4 separate regions of the Mus musculus genome follow, and regions 2, 3 and 4 are each linked to region 1. The links are chromatin contacts, called in public promoter capture Hi-C maps. All regions are on one chromosome and are shown on one strand. The core of a region is the stretch at or near the end of the contact, and the rest is flanking DNA. Distances in the headings are between cores, read along the strand shown.

Region 1 (4,855 bases), core at 738-3,237:
TCTGCTCACACATTGAAGCCTAACTGTCCATCACTATTGCTCCCTGTGTGCTGTATCTTCTGTGTCAAGTGGACTCCTAAGTCCCAGGCAGCAGAGAGGGAGTCTGCTTTTAATGTATATAAACTGGCAGAGGCCACAGAAGCACCCTCCCTCTTGATGTCCTAGTCTCAAGAGGAAAGATGAGGTGAGCTCAGAACAGCCCGATTGACAGTTTCCTCCTCTTCTCCCTAAGGAACACTAAGGACCACGGAGGTTCCCAGTCCATCTTTCCATTTGCCTCCCTCCTTCTTCTCCAAAGAAATAGCAAGTCAACAGAATGGAAGTGGTGGGCAGGCTTGGTTTCAGAAACCTGAGATACAAATTCTTTAAGGGACCTTGAGGTTCCAAGTCTAGAAAACGATGGACTGAACCTTCTAGGAAGGCAAGAAGAACTGGGGCCCTCAGAGCTCATCACTGGGAGAAGGTGCTATGGATTCTGTTTAATGAGGACTCATGCGAGGAGATCCAGGTGGCACCACACCCAGGACTGCAAAGACCCAGAGGAATAACACCCACCATTTGAAGAGTTCTTAAGGGTTTTCCAATCCTCTAGATACCCCTCTCAGATCCAAACCACTTTCAAGCTTCGAAAAGTGAACAGAGTTCACTGCCCAGAGTATAAGGGTAACAAGATGTTCTGGCTGGGGTTTCAGTCCCATGTTTCAGAAAGTGAAGCTCTAGGCACCCGTTTAAACAGGATCTGCTATTCCACCCGTGCTTAATGCCATTGATGCAGAAAGGGGATCTCCCGGGATGCTGGGACCTTCCTAACTCAATACCAAGTGCTCAGAGTCTTGGGTCAGGGCACTCACCTGGGGTGTATGTCCACCAACAGCACAAGCGTCTGCATGGTGATCACGTCGATGCGCTTGCAGTGGAAGCGGGCCACCTTGAGCACCTTGAGGTACGTGAAGCAGAGCACGATGAAGGAGAGCAGGAAGCTGAGCGCATGGAAGGCGCTGGTGAAGACAGCAAAGCGCAGGCGCTCGTCCGGCCGCCGGCTGCACAGTGTGCACGAGGCATATAGCTGGTGGAAGCCGAGCCAGGACAGGGCGAGCGCGGTGGCCGGGAAGGTGAGCGCGTGCAGCCACGTGTAGGCCACCATGAAGGCGGCATCTCGGAGGCGCATCTTGGCACGGTAGCTCAGCGGAAAGACCACAGCCACCCAGCGGTCGATGCTGAGCGCGGCCATGCTGAGCATGGAGTTGGCGGCCAGAAAGGTGTCGAGGAAGGCGGCCAGGCGGCACAGGCGGTCCCCGGCCGGCTGCCGTTGTGCCACGACGCCGGCCAGTGTTAGTGGCATGTTGACCACGGTACACAGCAGGTTGCCACACGTGAGGTTGAGAGTGAAGAGCGCCGGCGCCTGGCGGCGGATGTCAGCGCTGTGCAGGAGGCAGAGCAGCACCAGCCCGTTGGACAGCAGCGACACGCCGATAGTGCCCACCAGCAGCCCCGCCAGGCCCGCGTCCCACGAGTTCATGGTGCGCGCCCGCCGCTGGCGCTCAGGGCCCGCAACCCCGCGCCGCCATGGCGCAGCCTGCTGTCGACTCAGCCCCTAGGCGACACGGCAGCCCAGCGACCCCTGGCCCTTGTCGCCATGGCTACCCAGAGGGCATCCACCAACCCAGAAGCCCGCGCCACCCCCTGGGCCAGCACCTAGGCACGCAGCCTCCCGGAGCCCCGCGCCACCTCCCAGGCGAGCACCTGGGCACGGAACCACTCGGAGTCTGGGGTCACCTCACCGGCGATCACCTAGGCGAGTGTTCACTCCCAGTCCCGCACCACCTCTTGGCCTGTGCTCCTCTGACCTCCTGAAGTGCCCTGGAATCCGGGGTCGCAGTCTCCTGTGGTCACTGGCTTTGCGTCTGCCTGCACCCGCCCTTACTGGGTCCCTCTCAGCTCTGGCTCTGCTCCGCACACCCTTCTGCTTTGTGGCTTTCTCTCTGTCTCCCTCTCTCTGCCTCTGTGCTCAGTCTCCTGTGTGCTCTCACTTTCTGCCCCCTCCCCCTTCTGTCTCTCCCACCTCCAATTTTCTCCTCCCTTTCTTTCTCCTTTCTCTCTTTTTTCTCTTAGGAAACTGGCTGCTTCTGAGAAGGAAATCCCACCGATTCTCTCTCTCTCTCTCTCTCTCTCTCTCTCTCTCTCTCTCACACACACACACACACACACACACATACACACACACACACACTTGGAGGGAAGGAGCCCTACCGGCTCCCTTGCAGAATGGCTGGCTCCCAGTGGCTCCCCTCCTCCCCTTCCTTTCTATCCTCCCCTATATGAGCTGGAGACAGGCTGAGTCAAGAAATCTAGGAAAAGGGAAGAATGTCTGGGCACCCTCATGTCCCAGTGCTGCTTGTCCCTGCCTAGGTGACCAGACCTTGACCCAGTCCACCTGCCCCATAGCTGCCCAGCATCTAGGATTGCTGCTGTTATCTAAGATGAACTGGGGAGCTTGGCTAGGCTTCTGCTGAGCTGGGATAGAATTCACAGTTCTGTCTTGCATTATGGCCAGAGATCTCCTGAGATCTCCCCTCATCTATCTGCAGGCAGTTGCTGTACTGCTGGACACTGAGTCTCCAGAGCTTCGTCTCTTCACTCTCTAGTCATTCAGCTACACTCTCAGATATGGTGCAAGGTCACTTGAGGCTCACCGGGACATCCCTTGGGCATGCCATCAGTCAAGAACACACTCTGTCCATGGTCATCAGAAGTAGTCCTGGTGTAGCTGGTTCTGGACACTCATTGTGTCCTGGGCCAGCTGCTGTCCTGTCCATTCTGGGTGTGGCGAGCCAGCGAGTATAAGCTTATTAGGCATGTGGATGAACTGTTCAGAGAATGGGAGGATAGCGGATGTCTCTGTTTGATCCAGATCATCAGAGTTTGGGACATAAAGGGTCTCAGCCTCCCCTCAGGTAAACATGTGGGAACTGTGTCTCTTCTATCCCTAGTCCAGACTCCGTAGTTTCAAAGGTGCTTGGTGGACAGACAGGTGACAACTTTCAGAGCTTCCTCAGTCTCTTGCCTTTCTATGGGATGCTACCTCCTCCAGTGACCACCTACACTGTATTTCAGAGCCTGGTGAGATGGCCAGTGATGACTGTACATAGCCAGACCTCAGTCTGAAAGAAACCAAATATAGACAGTTTCCCTAAGGGAGCTGTTGTGTCTCCCCCATCACACTAATTATCTTCCCTCACATAGATTCAAGGATGGAGGGGGTTAATCTAAAGCACCTGCAAGTCAGAGAGAACAATGGCCTTTCTCTTCTACACCTTGACAGATGCTAAGCACCACTATAATGAATATACCCAAGAGTGCCCAGGACAGGACCACTTCTTACCAGCTTCCAAGGGTGCCTGGGAACCCTTCTGCAACCCCCCTTAAGAGGCAGCACATTGGTAATAGAAACCTGACACTCTAAGGGCATTTATACCACAGAAACAAACAAATGTCACAGCTCAGCCCGCCCCACCCGCAATCTGAGCCCGTGGTTAAGCAGTTACCAGCACATCACTCACTGACCTCACAAGACCCTGAGCCAAACACCCATCTTCCCCGAGTCTTGGCTTCCTTATCTGTTTTTTAGAGCTGCGTTGATACTGTGTGGAAGTGGTTTTGCCTCTCAGGGAAGAGAAAAGCAAGCAGAATGCTGTCATCCTTCTCAGCCCTTGGTCTCCTCATGGGGCCTACAGAACTCAGGTTGGCTGTGCATCTTCATCTCTTGCTTGGTTGATGACAACAACAATGTGGGCTGTTCACCCATGTGTCTCCCTGCTTCCACAGACTGTCTTGATAAGCCTCTCCCCTGGGATGAGATGGATGTTTAGGGATTGCTTCTGGAGTAAACCAGTATGTTTTGGGACACACCAGTGGATCCTTGATTCTTACATTATAATGTTCTATAGAATGACTTCCTGTGCTGTTTAAATTCAGATTCCTGGGGTTTCTAAGTCAGGTTTGCCTCATTTACTAGCTCTACAAATGATGCTCAGAAGTGGTCAGGCTAGACAGATGATGCTAACCATGCCCTGGACACATCCACCATCAGTGGCCTAATGCTCTGGCCTCACAAAAGGACCACCAGTGTTTGTAGGAAGCACAGGCTACAATGCATTAATTCATGGCATACAAGTTGCCAAAACCTGTCCAAACATCACATCTGATTTAATTCTTGCAAAAATGACAAGAGAAAGAGTTAACTACAGCTGGTATTTCGGAGATAAAGACAGCAGAGAACAGACAGAGACGTTAAGTGACACAACTGGCGAGGGATGAAGCCAGCATACCCAGCTCCACAGGCTGGCTTTTACTGTGAGCTTCAGAGCTCCTCAGTCACCCTTTCAATGAGATGCCTTTGTTCTATAACTTAAAAGAACCTCGACTTCTCTGCATCAAATGATGTTGATAACCAGGTAACTGGGCCAACAGTAAGAAATCAGTATTTCAGTTCTCTCTCTCTCTCTCTCTCTCTCTCTCTCTCTCTCTGTGTGTGTGTGTGTGTGTTCTCTCTCTCTCTTTCTCTCTCTCTCTGTGTGTGTGTGTGTGTGTGTGTGTATCTCCCTCCCTCCCTCCCTCCCTCCCCCCAGCCACCTCACCTCACACACTCAGCATATTGAAGATCATTTGTTCTCTGAATTCCTAAGGGCAACATTGAAAGGTTAAAATGCCAGAATAGAAATTCAGAATATTATAACTCAGTTTGCTGAGGAACCAAGGCTCATTTTCTCCTGCTTATTTAAACAAAATTTTCTGCTCCCAGTGGGATTGTAGGAGGGCTGATCTCCATGGCAACCAGGTCCCCAGCCTTGTTGGC
Region 2 (4,714 bases), core at 892-3,391, 590 kb before region 1:
AGTGCTGGGATTAAAGGCGTGCGCCACCACACCTGGCTCAACCTGTTCCTTTTAAATGTTCATGAAACATCTGGTCTTTATAAGTTGCATCAGGGTGGGTAAGGATAAGACCTTAGGTGGAGGGCAACATAAGGGGAAAAGGGTTTCCCAGAAGAAACCAAGCAAGATTAAGAGAGCAGGTGTATAAAAGAGATCACAAGTGTGTGTGTGTGTGTGTGTGTGTGTGTGTATGTGTGCGTGCACGCACACATGCCTCTGTATGCACATGTGTGTGCACAGTTGCATGCAGGAGTTTCCAGACCATGACAGATAGAGAGCCTGCAATGGAAGTCCATGTAGCTGTGTCATGCTCTTCTGGTGTCTTTCATGAGAGGAGCTCTGAGACTCCTCTCATGGGGATGTGGACACCTTTTTATGGTCTGCTCTTAATGCAGGTAAGGGGTTTTCACCCTCCCTGTGCTTGGGTGGACACCAGCCATGCTTATCCTAAGAAAAGTTATTTTTATTTTATATGTATATGTGCGTATGCCTGAGCGTATGTTTATGCACCACATGCGTGTCGGTACTTCAGGAGGCAAATAGAGGGTGTTGGGTCTTCCTGGAGTAACAGGAGATTGTGAGTTGCCCTCTGTGTGTGCTGGGAACTGAACCCAGGTTTTTTGCAGAGTAGCATGCCCTAAACGCTGTAGTTTTACAGTGTCATTATCTGAACCCTAAGAGCAGAACTTGGGTTAAAGTGGTTCAGCCTAAGCACTGACAGTTTGTCCTAGATGACAGCTTGTCCTAGATGACAGCTCGTCATATAAACTGGCGACATCACACTTGGAAACCTGCTGATCACGGTAGGATCCCCCCAGGCTAGCAGGTGGTAGGTGAGGGGTTACTAATATAACAGCCCCTAATCTGGTTTGCCTTAACTACTAATTTATGGTTCCTGGGTTCTAAGCCTTGTATTTTATAGTAACACAATGGAACTGACTTCAAGATGTGTATGCACACAGTGCATAAACTCCCAAGTTTTTCCTAGAGAACACTGTGGCAGCCCTGTCTGTGTGCCCCAGGTTTGTTCTTTTGGAGTGTACAGGCCCAGACAGAACTTGTGAGCATGAGGGCACACAGCTGTGGTAAGGAGCCTGCCCGGGTGCCTTGATGACTATGAATATCGAGGCCAGCTTCAGTTTTGTTTTGAGCTAGGCTGACCTCAGGCCAGCTCACTCTTGTCTATTCTTTATGAAAGCAGGCGAATTAGGCCCACTTTCCTTCGCTCACGCTGCCCACTGTTTTTTAAAGTGGAGTCGGATGCCCTATGAGTCTGAGCTCTTAGTTAATGGGAACCACGGCCAGCTGGTCCCTACACACCTTATGAACCCACAAAGGAGCCAGACTGAGACCCTGGTAGGTTTCTTGGAGGAACCTGCCAGAAAACACCCACCATCTTCAGTGACATTTCCACTTCCCATCTTGGGTTTTTAGATTCCCTTGATGACTTAGTCTCCTTTGAAGTCAGTTTTCCCGGGGGGAAAAATGGTCCGTTTCTGCGGAGAGGGACCTTCGAGTTCTGTAGAGTAGTTAGGGATGTCTTGAGTCAGACTTAGAGCTAAGCACTGGTAGAGGAGGCCGAAGACGTATTTGGACAGCAGGGGGCACTGCCGGCAAAGCATTGCTCAGGTTTCAGCCGCGACGCGCGTGCGCGCAGGCCAGGGAATCAGCACTGAGACCAGGAGCCAATGGGTGCAGGGGATGGGGTGGTGTTTCAGGGGTGGTGTTAAACTGTTTTCTTCCAGGGCTCGCTGTCCTTTGCTGTTCCTTGGTTGCAAATCTTCTTGGCTGCAGACTTCTGTACTTTCATAAAACTTGGTTGTTAGTGTGCAGACTGAACGCACACTTTGAAAACAGTTGAAAAAAATGCAGAAACAATTCCCTCTGCGGCGCCGTGACTGTTCAGGTCTGGGTTCTCCCTTATGTGCTCTGGGTCCCCGGTCTTTTGACTGGTTAAGGGGTGTGAATCATGTTCACCCACTTGTCGCCCAGTGCACCTTATCGGTGCCCATCCTCTTGCCCCGTTCAGAAGACCTGGTAACCTAGCCCGGGCCACTTCCCTGGGGGCGACTATCACCTGTGCATTCTCTAGGAGGGAATAGAGGGCGCCCTAAGCCTATGGAAAGGGCTTGCAGCGTGGAAAATGAAGGCTAGGGCTAATGGTGTGAGTGGTAGGAAGGTGCTCTTTGGTTGCACTTGGTTTTCTTGCACTTTGTCTCTGCCACCTCACTGTGGCCTCCCTCTGTATGTGGCTCAGTCGACAGCTGTCTATCTACCATTACATGGTGATGACCTAGACAGCCAGGACTGGGAGGCCCTGGGTGTGTGAGCGCTGAAGGAGAAAAGAAATACCTTTTCTCATCCACCCTGTGGTCATGGCTGAGGCCTCTGCAACAAAATGATTAACAAAGAGAAAAGCATACACATTTATCTAATAGAAATTTTATGACGCCTAGGAGCCTTTAAAGGAAATGAAGAATGGAAGAAATGGTAAACCTCTGCATTTGTTTTTTTTTTTTTTTTTTTAAGCTGTGGTTTTATCCTGTGAGAACAAAACAGACTGTGACTGGATAGAAGTATGTGATCTAATGTTGATAAACTGGGGGCCTTATGAGGTCTGCTTGTTCAGAGTCTTTTGTGTCCTTGATGTCAGTGTCAGGGACTTTACTTCTCATTAGGGGACACTCCTCAAGTTCTCATGGACTCCTGCACGTGGAGAAGAGTCCTGGCGGGAGTTCTGAGGAGGGGCTCTTTCCCTTCCTGGCAGGAGCGAGATGGGAGAGGGTTGCTTCTGAGGCAGGAGGAGACTGGTCATCAGCTTTGGACATGCCAGGCAAACTCTGGAGCCTTAATCTCTTCCTTTAAAAAAATGGGGCAGCAGGCTCCTCCAGGGAACGGAGGACACATCGAGGAGCGTGGCTTCAGTTGAACCTGCTGGAGGCCTGGGTTCTAATCCCAGGTGTCCTGCTCGGGGCTGCTGCTCCTGCCCCCTGGTCTCCTTCTGATGAGGGTTGAGTGGCAGAGTATGTTACCTCTCAAAGAGGATCAGATCACATCATTTCTGCAGCAGCCCCCAAAGCCAGTCTGGAGGAGGAGCCAGGCTGTGAAAGGCAGTCAGCTCTGACCAGAGGAGCCGAGGCCTGACCTCCATGGAGCGGGTACTCTGACAGCATCTGTGCTGTGGAATTCAGCTCTTATGTCCCAGGCTTGTGACCCAGGACTCCTGTCTCCAGCCCGAGTGGCCCTGTGTGGTTCTGTGTGTGGCTGTGTGGTGGGGCGGGGACATGGTCCCTTACTCTCACTTGTTTGAGTCCCAGCTCACTTCAAGAGACTGTTCTTTTGGCATAGTGATGGTACTATTCCAGGTGGAGAGAGGTTCTGCCTTCCTCTCTGGAGGAAACTTAGCCTCAGTGGGTATCTAAGAGATGGGGGTAGGTGTAGAAGTTAGGTCCAGTTCTCGTTGCCCTCCCCAGCCCCATGCTCCCGGAAATACAACACAGACTCAAAATATATTTACAAATACCTTGGCCATAAAGCTAGGCTCTTCTCTGACTAGAATTATACTTAAGATAATCCATTTATTTTAATGTACATTCTGCCATGAGTCTGGTTTCATTGTTTAGGTACCATGCATTCATCTTCTCACATCTTTCCGGGCAGATCATCCATGCCTGGTTCTATCCCAGAATTCTTCCTCCTCCCAGATGTTCCACCTTCTACTTCCTGCCTTGCTGGAGTCTAGCCCAGCATGAAAGGGTCCCAAGGAAAGGCAGTGATGGGGTATGGAGTCAGCAGTGAGGCCAAAGTTTATTTATCTTTGCCAATCTTCTGTCTACAACTCTTTGCAATTCAAAGGCCAAAACCCAATGGCTTCTGGTAATAAACTCCTTCCGTTAGCATCAGGGGATTAGGAAAAAAAAAGCTTGCCAGATCAAGGGGCCTCTCTTCCCAATGATGGCCGACTAGGCCATCTTCTGCTACATATGCAGCTAGAGACATGAGCTCTGGGGGGTACTGGTTAGTTCGTATTGTTGTTCCACCTTTAGGGTTGCAGACCCCTTCAGCTCCTTGGGTACTTTCTCTAGCTCCTCCATCGGGGGCCCTGTGTTCCATCCAATAGATGACTGTGAGCATCCACTTCTTTGTTTGCAGGCACTGGCATAGCCTCACAAGAGACAGCTATATCAGGGTCCTTTCAGCAAAATCTTGCTGGTTTACGCAATAGTGTCTGGGTTTGGTGGCTGATTATGGGGTGGAACATCAAGGCCAAGAAGTGGGAGTGGGTGGGTAGGGGAGCAGGGTGGAAGGAGGGTATAGAGGACTTTCGGAAAAGCCTGGATTGTTTGGGAGAGCCCAAGATGTTGGAGATGTCAAAGTTGAGGGAAAAAAAGCTGCCAAGGAAAGCTGCAAAACAGGTGTGGAACCAGCCTGAGAGAGAGAAGCACGCTTCAGTGAAGAAAACTGAGAGGACTCGGAGCTGTGAGGAGCACCGTGACATCGGGCGTGAGCATGCAGGGTTTGGAGTTTGCTCTGCTTGGCTTTGGTCCGTTTTTTAGCACTAAGCTCCCTTCCTCCAGTTTGGAATGGTAGTGTATATACTGGGCCATTGTATGTTGGAAGTATGTGAGCTGCTTCTTCATTTTGACTTTACAGGTGGCTACAGTTAAGAGACTGC
Region 3 (4,734 bases), core at 1,007-3,506, 640 kb before region 1:
TCTCTCTTTCAGACAGGGTTTCTTTGTGTAGCTTTGGCTGTCTTAGAACTCATTTTGTAAACCAGGCTGGACTTGAACTCACAGAGATCCTCCTGCCTCTGCCTCTTGTGTGCTAGGATTAAAGGTGTCCGCCACCACTGTCCGGCTCAGTTATTTCTAGTAAACAAGTCAGAACAAATACCCAGAATTGTACCCACTACTGCAGTGCCAATTTTGTCTTCTCACATAAGGTAGCAGCACTTGGTTCTACGAAGTCTCAAAAAAAAAAAAAAAAAAAAAGAAAGAAAAAAAGTGAACTTGTTCCCAGTTTTATCAAAAAAAAAAAAAAAAAAAAAAAGAACCTATTGGTATAGTTTGAATTTGCATTTCTAATGCAACGGGTGGAGCATCTTTCCTGCGCTGAGGGGGTCACCAGTGTCTCTTTCCTGGTGAGTCTTCTGTCTTCTGTCCACATTCTCACTCAATGGCTGACTTTTTTGATTTATATATTCTGGGCCATAGATGTGAAAGCTTTCTTGGCAAGATGCCAAAAGAAACCTCATTTTCATTATACATATTTGTACATGTATCCATGTTCATATGTGTGTGTGTGTGTGTGTGTGTGTGCGTGTGTGTAGATACACATGTATGACACCGGTAATCTCAATTGGCAGCTCGATGAGAGCTAGCATCATCCAGAAGACAAGCATCTGGGCCTGTCTGTGGGTGGACTCTCTTCAGCTGTTAATTAAAGTGGGAAGTCACTTCCTACAGGTGGCACTATCCCGGGGCTTATATGCTTTGGCACTATCTTCACGTATACTCATCTATGGTGAGTGACTCAGTTTATTCATTTGAGCACAAACTATGGTCTACCTTCCTTCCAATGAGATCCTCATAACGTCCTGGCTGCTTACATCGTCCAGTGTCTGTCCCGCTACACTCTAAGAGGGGCCTCCACAGAATTAACTGCTCATATCCAAGGCTCAGTGAAACAAAGCCAGCCTTAAGTTCTGGAGTTAGTGGAGACAATGTAGAAGCCAGAAAGACATGTAAACTGGACTTTCACCCACCCAGAAGGTCTAGGTGTTTCCTAGGACTAGCTGTCCCATACCAGTCCCTTTCACTGTGCTACAAAACATAGTCTGTGTCCTTGTTACACCATCAGTGCCACCCCTCTTGCTCAAGTGTTCTCTCTCTCCACAACCATACGCGCGCGCGCACGCACACACACGCACACACACACACACACAAACAGATAAGTAGGGGAGGGCCTCTCGGGATCAAAGGACTTACTTAACTGCAAATAAGTAAATAGTGCTAGTTAGGTCAGGGTACCCCAGAGAGTGATATTGAGAGAATAATGCTAAACAATGAGCAGCCTCCAACTGCTCATCCACATTACACAAAGCTATCTGCGGACCAAAGACAAATAGCCCAGGTTTAATGCCAATTGTGGTCTCTGACAGCATTCTGCATTGGCAAGGTGTAATGAGCCAGACCCCTTGTCCTCCTCAAATCAAAACCAATACAAGAGAATTAGATGGCTAGCCATGTATATGATTTAAAGTTTTCTAAGAGAAACAGGTGGATCATTTGAATAGTTTACTTAGCCTAGTATATTAAAAATAGTCACTTAAACGTGTAAGCAACATCAAGAAATATTTTAAAGTAACTTTTCCATTTATTTACTTTTAAGATGGAGGACATGCATGGAGGGCAGAGAGAGGCAACTTACGGTAGCCACCGTTCTTATTCTACCATGTGGGTCCCAAGAATTGAACTCAGGTGTCACACACAACTGGCAATGAGTGTCTTTACCCATGGAGCCATCTCCCCGGCCTAACAGGTTGCAATATTAATGAGATAGTCTACACTTTTTGAATCTGTATTTTACTTGCAAGTTAACCAACTGCTTCCAAAACACAGCTTCAACCCATAAATGCCTAGGACCAACCCAACCTTCCCCCGACAAGGTTCCTAGCCAGCCTGAGGGGTGGAGCTAGCACTCGAGAAGGCGGAGCTAGCGCGAACGCCCCGCCCCCGGTAGTTGACACAGCCGGGAACCCCCTGCATTGAGCTCACTAACCTCGCCACTGCCTCCACAGAGCCTGCGATAGCGGTTGCACCGCTTGCGCTGCTATCACATAGCACCCCGGAGATGTCAAGCAGCACTCCCCGCACGCCCGTCAGCCGCTCAGCCCATGCGGCCATCGTGTCCAGCTATAAATCCGAACTCGGCGTCGCCGCTGCTTTTATCCCGCAGCCACGCCTCCCGCGCGGGGTTGCCTGGGAAATGTAATCCGCGGCGGGCGGGCCGGGAGCAAACTGGGAACCACGTGGACCAGCCTGACGCTTGACTATCAGGAAAAGCAGTGAACGCATCCTGCGGAAGGAGTTCAAACCCCTAAGAGTCAGGACATGACAACTTGAAATGAAAAGTGAAACAGTCCAGGAGGGATGGCTCTCACCTGTAATCCCCAGCAGGGCTGAGAGTGTGAAGCCAAGATGCCACAAGGGGGTAAAGGTGTTTGGCACAAAACTTAACTTTAATTCTATTCCCAGGACCCATACAATAGCAGGAGAAAACCTATTCCTGACATTGTCCCCAGATCTCCCCACGAGTGCATGCACACACACGTATACTAATTAAATAAATGAAATTTTAAGTGTTGGAGACATCCTAGCCTCAGTAGTGAGGTTCTGTCTCAAAAATGGAAGAGAGAGGGAGAGATCTTGCAGGCGGTTAGATGGCACCATCCAATTCCTTGGAAACACACTAAAGGAACGTGTGCAAACAGAATGACTGCGGTGTAAATAAATGATAATGCCAAGACAAGCTGAAGAAAATTAATGTAGAGGATACAGGTTGCATATCAGAGATGCTGAAAGAAATGTGCTGAAAGAAAGATCAGCCAGGGGAGGTGGCAGAAGCAGCTGAAGCTCTCAGAGTTTGAGGTCAGCCTGTTGCGAGTTCCAGGACAGCATGGACTACACAGAGAAATCCTGTCTCAAAAAAAACAAAAAAACAAAACAAAACAAAAAGAGGGGAAGGGGATTGGAGAGAGAAGGGGGAGGGAGGGGGAAGACAGGGGGGAGAGGGACAGAAAGGGAGAAGGAGAGAGAGAGAGAGACTCCCGCTAACTACCTTGGAAAACTCTTCTGTTCTAACATTATATGAAAAACACAAATTCAAAAGTTATATGCAGACAACAGCCTTGCAAAAATAAAGAGCATGGTAATATGAGTAGAAAAAAACACCAAATTTTATGTGTCTCGGGAGGCCAGAAGAGGGTGTTGATCCCTGAAACAAGAATTATATATAGACCCTGATGATTAATGATGTGGGTGCTGGGACTGAACTCTGGTCCATCTGAAAGACCATCCAGTGCTCTTAACCACTGAGCCACCTCTCCAGCACCCAGAATGTTAGAACTTTAACGCATTTCAACAAAGTGTGCATTATTCTTTTGATGAGCTTACCAGAGGAGCTGCTCGCAAGAGAAATAAAAGGTATAATGTCTACCCTGAGTGGGTTTACTGTGCTAGAGATCAATATTATACAGAGAGACTGAAGAAGCTGCTCTAACTTGAGAAAGTTTGCTTACATCGGGCAAGAAAGAGCTTACAGATTTGGGGGTTAGGAAGTGAAGGCTGGAGAATCAGGCTGGAGTCCTGCATAACCAGGAGTTATGTGTCTATAAATCCAATAATCACTGAAGGAAAACCCCAGACTCAAATAGTAATGCAAAGGCAGAAGGTTTATTCTGCGGAAATTACCAGCATGCAGGGGCCAACCGTTCGTCAAAATGGTTTGCAGACCCCTTTTATGCAGGTCTAAGGGAATTTTCCAGAAAGATTAGGTAATCTCCAATATGATTGGTAGGGGCAAAACAGTGACATTAGTACAATTTTGATTGGTTGCTAAGTTAGTTTCATTATAATTGCTGAAACCTTGAGGAATTTTGTCAACCAGCTCAGTTCTGGCCTTGTTATCTCCTCCAGCTGGGTATCCCAGGAGCTGACTCAGCTCCAGACTTTACCTCCCTAAGTCACAGCCATCATTGGCTAAAGGCCCATTGTCAATGGCTCCTTCTGGGAAGCCCAGCATGCTTCCTGGGGAAGTGAAAATTTTTTATTGCCAAGGTTTCTGGACCTCCCATTAGAGATGCTCTGCTCCTTTGGCAGTTCTCTTCCACTGCCTGTTGGTAAGATGCTAGTATCCCATTAGAACAGCCTCTGCCTCCAATGAAGCACAAGAAACAAATTATTTCAACACTGCCTTCCTGTGTCTGCCACTTCACCTTCAGCATCTAACTGGACAGCACCCAGTTTAATCTTCATGGGAATCTGGGTCTTTCCAGACTTCTAGGTTGGAGCTGGGTCAGACTGAAGAATTTGGCAGAAGTCTCTGCCCCTTGCAGTGGGCGCGTGTGGTACAAATTGGCCCAAGATGTGATCTTTGCCTTCAGCTCTCAAGATGGTCTGAGGATAAGACAACATATAACACAGTTGAGCTAATGTATGCCAAGTGACAATGAGTGACAGAGATACAGCCAAGAGGAGGGACACTGGGCTGTGGGTGGCCTCGGTGGCTCATACGCAGACAGGCAGTCTGAAGTGGAACTTGAAAGAATGTCTGACTTTAGACTTTATGCCCTGGTGGATAAAGGGTAGGTACCTATGCCAGTGATGAGTACATTTGTGTGATTTTTGTCCTCTCAACAAGCTCTGTCTGGAACCTGGACAACTCAC
Region 4 (5,267 bases), core at 311-2,810, 630 kb after region 1:
GGGACATCATGACAGCCAGTTTTTCTCATACTTAAAACTTCTCTCCCAAACTTCAAACCATCGCTTGTCTGACCTACATCCCTGTCAGCTGTCCTCCATGGACTTTATTCTCTTGCCCCACGTCACTTTCCCCAAAGTCACTGGCACTGTGGGAACATGAGAGCTCCCCAGTGAGTGGAGAAGAGCTCACTATGGCCAAGCTCTGTGTGAATAGGAGACAGCTCATCCCCAGGGCATCCTCTGGCTTCTCCAGTCCACAGTGCTGAGGTAGAAAGGATGCCCAGCCAGGGCCCTGAGAAGTAGCTGAAGGTTCACTCCGTGTCTAAATGACAGCCAAGTGATGCTGGCACCCATGCTGTCCAGGTTGAGAGCAGTCAACTTAGGAGCTCACAGCCCCAAGCTAGGAGGAGAACCCTCAAACTTGTGTGCCCACCTGCCTTCACTCTCAAACCTGACAGTGGCTCTTGAATTCCCCCGACAAGTGGCCAATGCAATAAGAAGTGACCCTGTTCCAGCAGAGGGCCCCAGTGTTGTCCCCTCTGACTCCCAAGACTCACTTCAGGGCCTTGGATATTTTCTGGTAAAGACAGAACACAAGCGTTATCAGCATGATTGCAGCAATCAGCAGAGTGCTAGCGATGCCGATCATAACCTTCGTCCTCAAGTCGAACATCTTTCACACCTGCCAAAGAAGTCCAGACAGCTGGAGTGGCTTCAGTCCCAAAGAGCCACCTAGCCACCTCCCTCCCCAACTTTCTTCAGTGAAGATGACTTACGGAACCCTGCAGGCGGGCCCACGCTGACCTCAAGTGAGTAAGAGGGTTTACTTGTGGTTAAGAAGGGACTTGAATGTAAAATCTATTTATTAGGCAGCGAGAGGCCCTTGTAGAACAACCAAGCCTGCACTGGGACCCCCAGCCCCAGCCCTCACCCCCACACAAGCCTTCTGAAGTGTGCATACAGTGACTCAAGTACATTGGGTTCGACCGTTATGGTCTTCAAAATGTTATTGAGCAAAACTGCTTAGAATGTACAAATCTATTCTGAAAGTAGTGCTTTTAATGAGGGGTGAGGGGAACCCAGAAAACAGACAGACAAATCCTGTGTCAGGATTTAAAAGATTCTGAATGCTTCCAGCCAAACCCCTTGGCAAAGGCTAGCACAAACCACGACCCAGCTTTCTCAGGAGTCTCTTAGGGTGCAGCCTGTCTTCTAGCAGGCTGAGTTTCTCCCTATTAATCCTCCCACAGCATCATCTTTCTCTTAGTCTAACATCTGAAGCTGGGGACCAGCAAGCCCAGAAAGGACAGGAAACAATCTGACTACAAACATACTTATCAAAGTCATCTGTCCAGCATTAAGGATAATTATTTAAACACACACACACACACACACACACACACACACACACACACACACACACACCACCTCAAAATAAAACAACAAAAAAGCCGGTTTTGGAATAGGGTGTTTCAGAAACTTTGAGTTTCTCAAACCTGTGACTTGAGAAAGAAGGATCTAAGCTGACATACCTGTTAGGTCACTTAAGATACAGGATCTAAGCTGACATACCTGTTAGGTCACTTAAGATGCAGGCTGATGTACCTCTCTGTTGGAGGTCTGAGGGCTGCCAGGGCTGCCAGAATGTCACAGCCCCGAACCAGCCTGTGTGACATCAACCCACAGCCCCACCTCAGAATTCCAAATTCCATGTCTAAGCACATTTCTTGTTCCAAGAACTATAAATACTATTTGGGATCATTTAAAGTCTACCGTTTGAGAGTCTGCTAATCAAAAGCTAGTTGCCTTTCGATTATTTAAAAAGGCAGTGGCGGATCAAGGTTTTTAAACATCCTTACATTTAAAGCCATTCGTGATTGGCAGTGTTTCAACTGAACAGTGAAACAACATGAAGCTGTTGACTATTAAGATTCAAGCACACATTCAGTGACACCGGTAGAGGCTCACCCTTCATGGTTGAACAGCTACAAAGTCAGAGAGGAAACCTATTTTAGGCAAATTTGTATTGTATGATTTTTTTTTCTTGTCTTATTTTTTTAAGCTCCATTTATTAATTTCTTTCTTTACTTACTTTTTACTTACTAATTTTAATCGAAGGTGACCTCAGAGAAAGTCCCATACCCCCTACTAGGATACTTACCTCTGAGGCTTTGTTCAGATGCAGATTTCTTCTCAGGAACAGATTATTTCTCTGATGAGAAAGTTCCTTTTTCAGAGGGTTCACGTTACCTGAGCCAAGTTTTGAGTCTGATGTTACACTTGTCACCTAGACATTGACACCCAATTACACATCTCAGCTGGAAGGAAAAGATATATGTGGTTAAGAGAATTCTCTCTCTCTCTCTCTCCCTCTCTCTCTCTCTCTCTGTGTGTGTATGTATGTGTTTTTCTCTCTGTGTATAATTTTAAAGTTATGCATATAACCTAAAATAATCTAAAACCATATCTGAGACTCAAGGCAGTCTTGTAATTGTAAACTCTAAACAATAACCTCTAACATACAATAGCAGGGAGTATACATCTTTCCCACTTTCAGACTGGATATCCAAGAGTTCAAAACTTTTCCCCTAGCCCCAGGAAATATGATAATGACTATCTGGGACTCTTACTGTTGCTGCCTCTTGGGAGGGTTTCTGCTGCTGGTAAACTGGCTTGCTGTTCATCTGTCTGCGTGGGTTAGGGGGTGGCTGTCTGTCCTGACTTTAGTTCTATAGCATTCTTCTATAGAATTGCTGATTTTCTGTTCGTTCAGCTTCTTGTTGTGAGCATGGGAATGACGCAAGCTCTTCACACAATTGGAACAAACGGAAAGCCCTGGATTGATTTCTTTCTTTCCTCTGGATACCCACAGATAGCCCATCTTCCAGTTCATACCCACAGATAGCCCATCTTCCAGTTCATACCCACAGATAGCCCATCTTCCAGTTCATACCCGCAGATAGCCCATCATCTTCCAGTTCATGGATTCTTTCTTCTGCCTGCTCACATTCACTGTTAAATTATGCTTAATGTTATTTATTATAGTTTCCAACTCTATAATTTTTCCTGACTCTTCATTATAGTTTCCTTTTTTTAAATAAATATTCTTTATAGTAACACATTTTCTCTTAATTTTTTAGACATGGCTTTCTTTGAACATAATTTTAAAATAGCCAAATTAAATCTTTGTCAAAATACAGTCAAAATCTTACGTGGCCTTTTCAAATAGCATTTTGATTGATTGTTCTATTTTTTTTTTGTAGACCTTACTTCTCAATGATTTATAGTCATTTTTGAAAACTAGATTATTTGTTTGTTTACTTTTTATTTTGTTTTTTTTTTGTTTTTATTTTTTTAATCAAGACAAGACTTCTTAGTGTAACCCTGGCTATCCTGGAATTTACTCTGGAACTCACTCTGTAGAGCAGTTTGAGGCTGGCCTCACACTGCCTCTGCCTCCCCAGTACTGGGACTGAAAGCATGTACACCATCTCCCAGCCTGAGAAGCAGATATTTTAAATGGTACAACGTGGGGTCTTTGAAGATCAGGGTCTTCTGTCTCCCCAGGACTCTTGTGCCTGTTGGAGTTATGTGGTATCTTTAGTGACTTTCCCCAGCTGACTCTCTGTGTCCTTTGTCGTATGTGGACACTGATTTGCCTAGAGGTGGTTAGTAGACAAAGATTTCTTTAAATTTCTGGAACAAGAACAACAAAATCTCCCAGTCTTTGCTGAGGGGCTCAGGGTGCCCCTGGACCATGTCTGCAGCAACGAGCCAAACAGCTGAGAACCAAATCTCAGCCCCCACTTCACTGGGAAGAGCCTCCAGCATCCTCCAGATGGAGTACTTTAGCTAGTTCATACTTTCTAGGTGTGTTTATAATCCTCCTTAGGCACACAGCTTTATACATGTGCATGGTCTTTGGACTCCTAGGACTATGTCAGAGCTATCCAAGATCCATATCATTTAGGAACCAAGGTCTCAGGTTCAAAGGGAACTCCTTCCCCCCAAATTTCAAAAGGCAGACAGACAGACAAGTGACAATGTGTGCAGCCTATTAGCACACCACAGCACACGCTGGTCTCAGGGATCCCTCATTGTCACAAGTACCTGTTATACATTTCGAAGTTCATGCTAGCATCCTAGCTCTTCTCACCTCCTCCCCTACCCTCAACTCCCCCAGTCATGGGCTCCCCTTCTCCCAGCTATTCCTCCTTATAACCCTGCTAATTCATATATGCTCTCTCTGTCTTCTGCTCTCTTTCCCTCCTCTTCCTCTTTTTGCCATCCCATGCCCTACCTCTGTTCCCCTTTCTCTCTCTGCTCTGCTGTTTCTCTTATGAGCAGGTCTAGTCTGCTGGCCAAGCTCAGTCTACTCTCTCTGCCCTGAACTCTCCTAGATACTCCTGCTTGTTATCTCTCTCACCTACAATAAAAAACTTTGCCCTTATCACATCATGAAGTGTTCATGTCGTCAGTTTACACTCTAGGGATAATTGTTGTGCTTAGCTTTCAGTCTTATTTTTAACACCAAGCCAGAGTCATCTGAGAGAAGGAACATCCAGTTGAGAAATGCCTCCATCAAATTGACCTGTAGGCATGTTTGTAGGGGGAGGGGCATAGTCTTGATTGATGATTGATCTGAGAGTTCCCATCACACTGTGGACTGTGCCACCTCTGGGCAGGTGGCCTTGAGTCTTATAAAAAGCAAGCTCAGGGAGCCATGGGGAGCAAGCCAGTAAGCCGTGTTCTTCCATGGCCTCTGCTTTGGTTCCTGCCTCCATGTTCAGTTCTGCCTTGAGTTCCTTCCTCAGTATCCCTTGATGGTGAGTTATAACCTGTAATCTAAGTAAATACTTTTCTCCTTTGAGTTGCTTTTAGTCAGTGTTTTGTCACAGCAAAAGAAAAGGAAACCAGGACAGTGACCAAGGTTTTTGTTTTTCTCAGGCTTGCAGTACCAAGCATGGACTCTCTTGTGGAGTGGACCTCAACTCCAATCAGAAAGCAGTTGGTTACCTCCCTCCCTGTAACAGTCATGTCACTATTGCTCTAGTGGGTACATGGTGCCTGGCAGGTTAGTATTATCGTATTCAGGGTTCTTTGATCTCTTTTCTACCCCAGAGGCCTGCAAAGCACCTTCAGGTACTTGTAAGCTAGCCAGCAGTGGAGGGGGAAAATACTCCTGTCAGTTCCAACTTGGTTTCTCCATGTTCTGAAAACAAAACCTGTGGCATCTTTGGATGTAGAGTCTTACCATCCAGTTATGG

What was found. Promoter capture Hi-C pulls out the DNA fragments that hold promoters and counts their contacts.
Region 2: a promoter capture Hi-C map of hippocampal neurons shows a contact between it and region 1, with 2.9 times the contacts expected there. The contact joins the enhancer-like site here to the promoter of Gpr26 in region 1. A contact is called at or near these places in 18 of 39 promoter capture datasets (the 3T3-L1 cell line, 3T3-L1-derived adipocytes, the C10 cell line and 12 more), 5 of 484 Hi-C or Micro-C datasets (cerebral cortex, cortical neurons and embryonic stem cells), 4 of 115 datasets of contacts at active chromatin or transcription factors (embryonic basal ganglia, embryonic forebrain, embryonic stem cells and 1 more) and 2 of 9 other capture datasets (embryonic stem cells and liver).
Region 3: a contact with region 1 is called in a promoter capture Hi-C map of embryonic stem cells, with 3 times the contacts expected there. The contact joins the promoter of Lhpp here to the promoter of Gpr26 in region 1. A contact is called at or near these places in 2 of 39 promoter capture datasets (both in embryonic stem cells).
Region 4: a contact with region 1 is called in a promoter capture Hi-C map of stem cell-derived epiblast-like cells, with 3 times the contacts expected there. The contact joins the promoter of Fam24a here to the promoter of Gpr26 in region 1. A contact is called at or near these places in 1 of 39 promoter capture datasets (stem cell-derived epiblast-like cells) and 1 of 9 other capture datasets (adipose tissue).

What each region holds. Positions count from the first base shown.
Region 1 is chr7:131,963,592-131,968,446 of GRCm38.p6, reverse strand. Gpr26 (G protein-coupled receptor 26) reads right to left here and starts at 1,987. Exons shown (of 3, transcript NM_173410.3): 1 at 852-1,987. The coding sequence starts at 1,519. Gm34725 (a long non-coding RNA gene) reads left to right here and starts at 4,710. Exons shown (of 3, transcript XR_378540.1): 1 at 4,710-4,855.
Region 2 is chr7:132,548,903-132,553,616 of GRCm38.p6, reverse strand. No RefSeq gene overlaps it. Among named protein-coding and RNA genes, the nearest start is that of Gm35249, 13 kb to the right of the region's middle. Within about 2 kb of position 2,141, at least 239 of the 459 cell types and tissues checked have an H3K27ac peak or open chromatin away from gene starts, as enhancers often do. A contact at or near this core is called in the HPC-7 cell line, cerebral cortex, cortical neurons and 7 more, where this site is marked.
Region 3 is chr7:132,608,165-132,612,898 of GRCm38.p6, reverse strand. It overlaps Lhpp (phospholysine phosphohistidine inorganic pyrophosphate phosphatase), which reads right to left and starts at 2,256. Exons shown (of 7, transcript NM_029609.1): 1 at 2,069-2,256. The coding sequence starts at 2,193.
Region 4 is chr7:131,330,915-131,336,181 of GRCm38.p6, reverse strand. It overlaps Fam24a (family with sequence similarity 24, member A), which reads right to left and starts at 1,560. Exons shown (of 3, transcript NM_183272.2): 1 at 1,533-1,560; 2 at 558-682. The coding sequence starts at 673. It also overlaps a transcript of Fam24b not described here.